Regions from separate parts of the Anser cygnoides genome. Here region 1 is linked to region 2. A link is a contact called in public Hi-C data. All regions are on one chromosome and are shown on one strand. Each heading gives the region's core, a stretch centred on a gene start, on an enhancer-like site or on the middle of the called end of the contact. The rest is flanking DNA. Distances are from core to core; before and after follow the strand shown.

Region 1 (4,979 bases), core at 294-2,793, 63 kb before region 2:
CCCCGGCGCACGGCGGGGCCCCGGCTGCGCATCAACGCCGGGCTGCAGGTAAGGGGCTGCGGGGGGGCACCGGTAAACAGGGGCTGGGGCCGGCCTTGGAAGGGCTTCTCCGACTCCTCCTCCTCCTCTTCCTCCTCCCCCGGCGATGCTGAAGCTGTCCACAAGGTGGGAGCATCGTTCCGCTGCGGCGGCTGCTGGCGGCTGGCTCACGCAGCGGGGCTCAGGCGGGTTTCTCACCGCTCCTCGCGCCCTGCTTCCCTAGCAGCCCCCCCTCTCCCACCCCAGCAGGGATACCCCAAAGGAAGGCGGAGGGGGGGCTGCCCTGCAAAGTTTGGGGTCCCCATCCGCAGCCAGCCCATGGTCTGCCCATGCTGCCCTCGACCCCAAAGCCCCCCCCAGCCCAGCAAAGGCAGCCCCCCTCCAGCAAATCCCTTTTGTAGGGCACTGAGCCCCGCTCTGCCCCAGCTGTGCCCAAACCCCTGCAGGGTCGCGTTAACCCCTCCTCTGCCTCGCAGCCAGCCCAGCAGCACAGTCACTCGGAGAAGCTCTACCTTCCCTCCCAACCACTATAAAACCATCAAAAGACAGGAAAAAAATAATAATAATAAAAAATACACCCAGAAGCACAGGTTTGTCCTGCGCAGGACAAAGCAAGCAGCATGCAGGAGGGGCCGCGCGTGTGTTTGCGCTCCCAGAGAGATGACTTCAGTGTTTAAAGGTCAGCCCGGGCCCGGCACGGAGATTGCACAAAGCTTCCCCTGCTGCACGCACGCCAGTGGCAGGGTGCAGAGTCCACACGGGCAGGATCAGGCCCTGCGGGCTGCGCTCCCTCCTGCCAGGAGGGTGGCTGGATGCCACCAAGGGAGGCTTCTGCTGCCCTCTGCGCTGCGCTGCCGTGCTGCCGGCGCCGTTTCGCTGCCTCCACGCCAGCTCTCCCAGAGTGCAGAGGTGACACGGAGTGTGAGCAGACATAATAAGCCAGAAAAGGAGGGCAGGAGCGCAGCTTTAATAATTCAGAGCGGATGTGGGGCTCGGTGTGCTCGGCCCCGCTCAGCAAGGCTGCCCCCGCGCAGCGCTTCCCCCATCCCGCCTCCCCAAAGCTGCGCTTCCCGGCCTCTCTCCCCCAGTCCCGCGGGGGCTGCTGACGGATTTGATTTCACTGCCGGCACCCACACCCACTCAAGAAATGTTTGGGGATCGGCCAGCTGGAAAGTGAGGAGAAAAGCTAAGCTAACCCGACGCAGCTGGCTCTGGGGAGGGCGCGCAGGACCTGACATCGCAGGAATAATCCTAATCCTGGTGTCTGCGGGACAGGGATGGGGCAGGGGATTAGGAACGGGGCATAGTGCTGCCTCCTGCTCACCTTCATCCCCCTGCAGCCCCAGCAGAAGGAGCCCCAGGGACTGAAAAGCCCCTTGGGGAATGCAGGTGCTGTGGGATCGTGGTGGCAGCGTCCCTGGACATGGGTGGCACGGCTGGCTGCGGGGCGGCATGGGCAGCACGCACCCTGTACGTGCTGGGAAACATGGGCACGGGGTGATGCAGGGCTTGGGAGGAGGCCAGGGCACGGGTGCTTTGCCCAGCAGATGCACAAGGAGCCCTTGTGTGGCGCAGACATGCCTCCTGGTGCAAGGCACCAGCACTCAGGGACGGGCTGGGGATGGCCGGGGTGCCCCGGGGGGGTTACAGCCTCTCCCTGTCCCCCAGCTGCGGAAGGGTGCCACGGCCACCATCGGCCCCCAAACCCTGCGTGCCGAGGACGAGGACAGCCCGGCGGCGGAGGTCACCTTCTCCATCCAGCCCCCAGTCAATGGCAAGGTGGTGCTGAGGCCGGCGCCCGGCGTGGAGGTGCGGCGCTTCACCCAGGCGCAGATCGACAGCGGCCTCGTCCTCTTTGTGCATCAAGGTACGTCCAGGACGAGGCGTCCCCTGGCACCACTCCTGTCCCCAAGCCCTGTGGCACCGAGGTCCCCCTCGTGCCAGGTTAGGGGGCTGCCCCGTGCCCCAGCTCCGCACTTTCTGCAGGGCCCCTGGATGGAGGCTTTGCCTTCGACCTGTGGGACGGCGAGAACCTGTCCCCTGGGCACTTCTTCCTCGTCAGGGCGCAGGGCGAGGAGCTCAGCCTGGCCAAGAAGCAGAGCCTCACCCTCTGCCCAGGTGGGTAGGGGGCAGCGCGCGGGGGTCCCGGCAGCCAGGCTGCTCTGGGGGCAGAGGGGCAGGGTTGATGTCCCCCCCGGCGTGTTTTCCAGGTGCTCTGCAACCCCTCACGAGCGAGAACCTGCAGGCGGTGAGCAGCAGCCCCACCAGCCCCACGGCCCTCTACTACAGCATCGAGCAAGCCCCGCGCCTTGGCCGGCTGCGCACCGCCCGCGGGGGCGAAGTCAGGAACTTTACCCAAGCCCAGGTGAGGTCTCGCCTCCTCCAGGAGACCCTCCATCAGCCCCACAGCTCGGGGGTCCCACCCCATTTGCTGGGTGAAAAGCTCCTGCCGGAAAGGTGCCTCCTTGGTGGAGCCAAACCAAGTCCCCGGCTCCAGCACTGGCACCAGCAGTGACAGTCACACCACGGCAGCCAGAAATGAGATGGGTCATGGCATCACGGCATCATCTGCTGGGGTTATTTTGCCATTAAGCAGAAATGAGCGAGCTTTCTCCCCTCCTAGGTGGACGGCGGGATGATCTTCTACCAGCACGAGATGCCACAGGAGCCCTTCTGGCTCGCCCAGGACGCCATCCGCTTCCGCGTGGTGACTCCGACCTCCATCTCCGACTCCTTCATCCTGCTCGTGCTGATATCATTCGAGGCAAATTGCCCCCAGCGCTCGACTCAGTTATGGAGAAATGCAGGTAAAAAAAAAAAGGAAAAATCAGCCCGGGGGATGGTGCGGAGTGTGGCTGGAGGAGAAGCAAGGGACAAACAAGTTCTCCTGAGGTTTGCACAATCCGCTCACTCGGGCAGGGAGGGGGGGGATTGTGCAAACGTCAGGAGAGGCTGTTTGTCTGAAGGAAAAGCACAATTGTACAACTTCCCATGCTCCCTCCAAGCATGAGCTCTGATACCACACCGACATCTGACAAACCACGTCCATCCTTTGCTGGCCCTATCCACGCAGTGCCTTCCTCCCGTTGTCTTGCCAGCCTCATCAATCCTATTTTCCTCCCCCATTCCTCTCCATTTCTTCGCATCCCTCCGTTTCTGATGCCGCTTTGGGTTTTCCCTCCTTCTCCCAGGCCTCCGGCTCGCCAGGGCTGAGCGGGCAGAGATCGGCACCTCGCTGCTGGACGCGTCCAACCTCCTGAGCCAAGTCTCAGTCCCCGAGAGGGCCGCGCACGATGTCGTCTTCCTGGTGACGGGGCTGCCTCTCCGCGGGCAGCTCTCGGTGGCCGGCGTGGTGCTGGGGCAGCCGCAGCCCTTCTTCCTGCAGTCGGACCTGGCCGCCGGGCGCCTGGCCTACACCCACGGCGGGGACGCTGCCTCTGAAGACCGCTTCCAGTTCCAGGCTTGGCTCCGGCCCCGGGCGCAGCAGTCCCTCCGTCCTCCCCGCCACGGGGTGCTCATCTCCGAAGCTTTCAACATCACGGTGAGCGGCGGCAGCGGGAAGCCACCGCGGGTGGTGAAGCAGCGCCGAGCACTGCAGGTCCTGCACGGCTCCACCGTGACCTTGTCCCGGGAGTACCTGGACGTGGCCGAGCTGGAGGGCTCCCCAGAGGACGTGGTCTACACCCTGCTCCAGAGACCCCTCGCTGGCCACCTGGCCAACGCACACAACCCTCAGGTGGCCGTCGAGCGCTTCACCCAAGCAGACATCAACGCCGGCCACGTGGTGTTCGTCACCACCACCAGCAGCAGTGTCCCCGAGTCCTTAGCCCTGAGCCTGTCCGACGGCCACCACCCGGCCACCCTGACCTCGCTGGAAGTCGTGGTGCTGCCCGCAGCGAGCCCGGTGCCGCTGGAGGTGCCCCAGGAGGTGAACAGGGCCACCCTGACCCCCCGGCACCTCCCGGGGGAGGGCGATGCCCTGTACAGGATCACCAGGGACCCGAGGTTTGGCCAGGTGCTGGTCAACCAAAAGCCGGCGCGGGGCTTCTCGCAGGCGCAGCTGGACCACGGGGAGGTGACTTTTACCTTCACCCAGCTCACCTCTCCCCAGGACAGCTTCCAGTTCCTTGCCACATCGCGGGGAGTGAACAGGAGCGGGGAAGTGAACGTCACCGTCCGCGCCCTGGTGACGGCTCGGCCGGGGAGCGTGTGGCCACGGGGCACCACGGCCCTCCTGGACACCCGCATCCTCGACGCGAGCGAGCTGGCCAACCGCACCAGGAGCGTGCCGGTCTTCAGGATCCGCAGGTCGCCCCACAGCAGCCGGCTCGTGAGGGTCTCGGGGGACCCAGGGCAGCCCCCAAGCCCGATCGAGACCTTCAGCCAGAGGGAGCTGGAGCAGGGGCTGGTGGGGCTGGAGGTGCTGGACGCCGGGGACACCCGCCAGCACCCGCAGAGTGACAGCTTCCTCTTCGAGGTGGCGGCTGCCGGCGTGCCACCAGCGCTGGCAGCCCTGGAGTACATCACCGAGCCCTACAATGCCTCGAAAGCCTACGGTGTCACCCTACTTGTGGCCCCGCCAGCGCCATCATCCCCGGTGCCGTGGCCCCAGGGCACGGCGCGGAGCGGCCCCAACGCCAGCGAGGTGGGCATGGTGCCCCCCAGCGCCTGGCCGGGCCCCGGGGCCACCGCCAGCCCCAGCCCCGTGGAGGGGGGCACCTTCCTCAGCTTCATCGAGGCCAACATGTTCAGCATCATCATCCCCATCTGCCTCATCCTCCTGCTGCTGGCCCTCATCCTGCCGCTGCTCTTCTACCTGCACAAGCGCAACAAGACGGGCAAGCACCACGTGCAGGGCACCCCGTCCTCCAAGGCGAAGAACGGGGCCGTGCCGGAGCAGGAGACCTTCCGGAGGACGGACCCCAACCAAGGCATCCCCC
Region 2 (4,954 bases), core at 337-2,836:
TTACCAAAGGGAGTTATCATTGTAGTGCTTTTGTGTGGAAACTTTTTTCTCCTTTTTTTGTAAATAAAAACAATGTCTTTGTTCTTACTGGAGGAAGACGCTCGCTCACCCACAGCCCTGTCCCTGGTCTGAAAGGCACCGTGCAGCGTGCGCTTGTTGGGGTGGGGAAGAGGGGGCACGTCCAACCGTTTTGCGATCGGCTCCACAATCCGAGAGGAAGAAGCAGAAGCAGCGCGCGTGTTTTGCGGTTAATACAGCCAAGGTATGAGCAGTCTGTTGAGATATATAAATATACATTATATAACTTTTAGGTTTTTTTATTTATTTTTTTTCTGCTGGTGGATAATTTTTATCCACTTAGTCTTCCAGCTCCAAGGACCTTTGATTTTGGGAAGTGTTGCTGAGCTACTTAGCTGGGGTTGATTGTGCTCATGTATTTTTCCCTCTCAGTATTGAAGAAAACATCTTAAGTACCAAACCAGTATTTGACAGAGCTGCTCTGTGTGTGCGTTTGTGTGCGCGTGCAAGAGAAGGCAGAGGGGTGGAATGGGTGTCGGTGCATTTCACTAGTGAAAGCCACGTGTGGGATATATATATATTTTTTTAAGTATAGAAGTTTAGCAGATACTTAAACACGGGGAAAGACTCTGCTTTTAAAATGAAGTTGGCATGGGCTTTGTAAGCCATACCAGCCAGCTGCACTATCTGTCCACCTCACAGGAGGCAGTTTTCCTTGCACGAACCAGGCTCTGAGCACACCAAGTTTGTCCCTGGTGTTTTGGAGCGGGGTTTTGCTGCTGCATTAACCTGTCAGGGGTTTTGGAGCTGGCGGGCAGAGCTGGGGCAGCGGCTGCGTGCCGAGAGGGGGGCAGGCCTGGGGGGGACCCGTCGTGGCGGCAGAGCAGAGGGGTCTGTGCAGGGCCCCGAGGGGTTGAACTCAGGTGCAGGCACTGTGCAGAAGGCAGATCTGGCTGTGGGGGCGAGCGGGAGCCTCCTGCAGAGAGGGAAAATGGGGGAAAAAGAGAGGGAAGAGCCCAGAAGGGAAGAGCTCAGTGGGGAAGAGCCCAGGGGGACCACGCAGCGTTTGCTAGCAATAAATTACCTGCCTTGTTCCCTTCTAAAGTACTTGGTTTTGCATCCTACACACTTATCCCCCCCCCCGTGTGTGCTCCAGGGGGTCTGGAGGCGAGCTCGGGGGTGCTGAGGCCTTTTCCTTCCCCAGCTGTAAAATGGGCGCAGCGCCGGGGGTGCCCCAGCAGCCTGCTCCTGCACGGTTTCAGCACTGGTGGGAAGGCCCCCAGCCTGTACCATAACTGAAAAAAAAAAAAGGTTTTATTTTTATTTAGCGTTACTTTTTATGTAGCGTTACTGCTTGCGTTTGTGTGATTCCCCTACAACTCCTGTGAGCGTGGCCGTGGCGCGGCCTGCCCGTTTAAAACATCAGGGCTCAGCCATGCCTACGGCCCCTTCTTCCTTCAGCGGGGACCCCCGGGGGCCTGGAGGCGAGGCTCGGGGCCTCGCCGCCCCCTCCCGGTTAATTACAGCCGGTTAATTGCTTAATTACACCGGCGGGGGGGGGGCGGGGGGGGGGAGGGGGCTGCGCGGCGGGCGCATGCGCAGTGGCGGCGCGGCCCCCGGCATGGCGGCGGGCGCCATGTTGAAGCACCGGCGGACGGCGCTGGAGCGCGTGGAGAAGTTCGTGTCCGCCGCGTACTTCACCGACTGCAACCTGCGGGGCAGGTGGGCGCCGGCCGGGGCTCCCCGGGGCGCCGCCGCCGCGCTGGGCCCCGCGGGGGGCCGAGGGGAGAGGCCGCGGCCTGCTCTGCGCCCCCCCCCCCCCTTCCCCTCGCGTTCCCCCTCGGGCGCCTGAGGGGAGCTGGGGCGGCCCCGGGCTGAGGGGGGCCGGGGGCGGCGCGGGGCGCGGGGCGCTCGCCCGGTCCCCGCCGGGCCGTCCCTGCAGCCGCGCCCCGTCCGTGTCCCCCGCAGGCTGTACGGCGCCAGCCGCCCGCCCGCCGCGCTCTCCTGCTTCCAGAGCCCGCTGCGCGTCCCCTACGGCGAGGCCGTGGGGCGGCGGTTCGGGCCGGCCGCCGTCGGGGACTCCTTCGGGCCCGCGTGAGTACCGGGGGGCCGTGCCCTGCCCGCTGCCTGCTTCGGGGCTGCCCGGGAGCCTCGGCAGCGGCTGGCGGGGTGACGGGCGGCGGTGCCGCTGTTTGTAACGGCGGGCCACGGCCTGCCCAGGGACTAGGAGCGGCGGTGGGAAGGCCGCAGGTCCGCGCGTATGGACGGGCTGCCCCGGCTCAGGCGCTGCGCGAGGCCCGGCACCCTGCGGTGTCGCTGCCTGCCGGAGTGCCGCGCGGGAGGGCGGGCGGCAGCGCCGGGAAGCGCCGCGGTTGCGTCTGCCGGCCGGGAAGGGAGCTTCACCCCGCGCGGCGCGGCGCTCAGCAGGCTGCTAGGTGCCCAGCCCTTAGCGGTGCCTGGCGGCGAGCACCACGAGGTGGAAGCTTTGCTTGGTTAGACCTGGTCAGGCTGGGAAGGGGAAGTGCAGCGGAATGGCACAGGACCATGCAGGTGCTGTGTGCTGCTTAAACCGAAGGTGGCTAAACGTGGGGCCGCGCAGCTTCATTACACTGACACGCCACACTGGTGCGGTGTCCCGCTGTGCTTCTTCACGGAGGCCCTGAGGACGAGCGGCTTCCCTGGGGGAAGGTCCCAGCTGCGCGGTGAGGTCGCTGCGTGCTCTCTTCCAGGTGGGAGACCTGCTGGTTTAAGGTGGAGCTGAGCATCCCCCCGGCGTGGGCAGGGCGGGAAGTGCACTTTGTTTGGGAGAGCGATGGGGAAGGCATGGTGTGGCGAGATGGCCAGCCTGTACAGGTAAGGAGGTGCAGATCAGGGGCGTGCAGAGCAGTTACTTCCCTCACCCCTCTCTAACGGGATAGCAGAAACCCCCTCCTGTTTGTTATGGAGTAATGCCTGCAGGTGTCGTGGCAGGGAAATAACACGTGGACAAGAACAGCTGGAGGCCTGGACAGTGTGATCGTGAGGGAAAACATAAAGAGGATGTGTAGTTGTAGGGTTGTTCAGCCTCAAGAGGTAAGCTGTGTAAAATAGGTAAATAGCAAATAGATGAGAAGCTGCCGTGCAGGGAGGGGCAGTGTTTGCGTAGGAGCTAGTACGGGGCGTGGGAGAGAGGGTGACGCTCGTGGTTTACCTGCTGTGCTTTGTGGTGGGCCACAAAGGGTCTGGGAGCTATTTCTGAAGTTCAGTCCCAAAAGTCAAGCCTGCTGCTGGTGTGCTCGAGTGTTTCCCAGGGGTTGACTCCTTGACAGGAGTTAAAATTCTGGTCTGCAAAGTAGTCCCAGGTGGAAATCCCTTGTTTAGGCATTATCAGATGTCTTGCAAGACAGGTAGGCAAGCTCCGGGCCTGCGATGTACATCCCCAGTGCCAACAAGAATAACAGGTCAGACTCTTGTCAGGACTAGCACAGGTCAGCTTTGGCCCTGCAGTTCCCGTGCCGGTTGTTCTGGTGGGAAGCAGGGCCCTGCAGAACACGGGACCAGACCCCGGCCGTCCCGCTGCTCTGTCAGGCCCGCCGTCGTGGACTTGGGGGTTAAGCGCGCTGCCTTTCCCTGCAGGGCTTGACTAAGGAAGGTGAGAAGACCAGCTACATCCTGACAAGCTGCCTGAAGGAGTCGGAACCCCACAGGTGAGCGGCCAGCCTGGCTGAACCCGCTTCTGCTGGGGGATCTCGGACTTCCTTGAAGCCACGAGACCCCCAGACCTGCGTCGGGGCGTCCAGTGGGTCTGCCAGGAGTTGGGGTCGGGCTGGTCCTACTGTGGGGTGGGAACGGGCTTCCCCAGCTGCGTGCTCGTGGCCTGCGCCCTGATGGCTTTGTCCCCGTCTCCGCAGCGTGACGCTGTACGTGGAGCTGGCCTGCAACGGCCTCTTCGGGGCTGGCAAGGGCACCATGATCGCCCCCCCGGACCCCAACAGGAGGTTCACTGTGAGCAAGGCTGAGCTCGTCGTCTTCAACAGGGATGTCTATGAGCTGCTGGTGGATCTGGAAATACTGCTGGACATGGCCCGGGTCTGTGCACCCGTTCTGTCATCCTTCCCACCTCCTACAACTCCTTCATTTTATCCCCTGCTGCTGTTCCAAGGCTTGTCCTCCCACCAGGAGGCTCTGGAGGAAGGAACAAGTATTTGCTCCTGCCGCTTTAGCATAATTGACATTGTCTAGAGCAGGAGAAAACCAAATGGGGAGAAGCCATAGGTGGTTGTTTCATCCATCTCCTGCTCCAAAACAGGATCTGTTTGACCAGAGCACTCTGTAATTGGTGGACGTGTTACCTGGGTTTAGAAGGACACGTGCACAGACATCGGGCTGTGTCTGTGAAGCAGGGCCGTGGTGTTTGCCTGGCACCGCTGGCAGTGTCAGGTGCTGGAAGGAGGCGGGAGGTTCTCCCCGGGGCGAGCGTGGGTGCAGAAAGCTGTCCTGAGCTCAGGGTCAAGCTGTCCTCCTCCCAACCCCAGCTCCTCGGGGAGGAAAACCAGCGGAGCTTCCAGGCGCTGTACGCTGCCAACCAGATGGTGAACGTGTGCGACGTTACCGACCCCGCCACCTTCCCCGCTGCCCGCGACCTGGCGGCCGCCATCTTCGGCCAGAGGAACGGCGAGAGCCAGCACAGCATCCACGCCATGGGGCACTGCCACATCGACTCCGGTGAGAGCAGCACGGCGTGCCCTCTGCTGGCTGCCCCCGAGTTCCAGGCAGCAAACCCGGAGGGAGGGGAGGGGAAAGGGAAGGGGGGAAGGGAAGGGAAGGGAAGGGAAGGGAAGGGAAGGGAAGGGAAGGGAAGGGGCTCTGCACTGCCACGCAGCCGGTCAGATTGGGCACGCGGCTGGCTTGCTGTGCCCCCTGCCGCTGAGGGACAGAGTACAGACCACGCTCTACT

What was found. A called contact is a pair of places that touch in the nucleus more often than the background predicts.
Region 1: a contact with region 2 is called in a Hi-C map of liver, with 2.4 times the contacts expected there. The contact joins the enhancer-like site here to the promoter of MAN2C1 in region 2.

What each region holds. Positions count from the first base shown.
Region 1 is chr11:13,236,490-13,241,468 of Taihu_goose_T2T_genome, reverse strand. CSPG4 (chondroitin sulfate proteoglycan 4) reads left to right here. Exons shown (of 10, transcript XM_048081497.2): 5 at 1-48; 6 at 1,708-1,906; 7 at 2,026-2,157; 8 at 2,250-2,404; 9 at 2,663-2,846; 10 at 3,231-4,979. Among named protein-coding and RNA genes, the nearest start is that of SNX33, 10 kb to the right of the region's middle. Within about 2 kb of position 1,543, at least 1 of the 3 cell types and tissues checked has open chromatin away from gene starts, as enhancers often do. A contact at or near this core is called in liver, where this site is marked.
Region 2 is chr11:13,173,511-13,178,464 of Taihu_goose_T2T_genome, reverse strand. MAN2C1 (mannosidase alpha class 2C member 1) reads left to right here and starts at 1,586. Exons shown (of 26, transcript XM_048081441.2): 1 at 1,586-1,740; 2 at 1,987-2,112; 3 at 2,748-2,871; 4 at 3,634-3,704; 5 at 3,909-4,086; 6 at 4,533-4,722. The coding sequence starts at 1,613.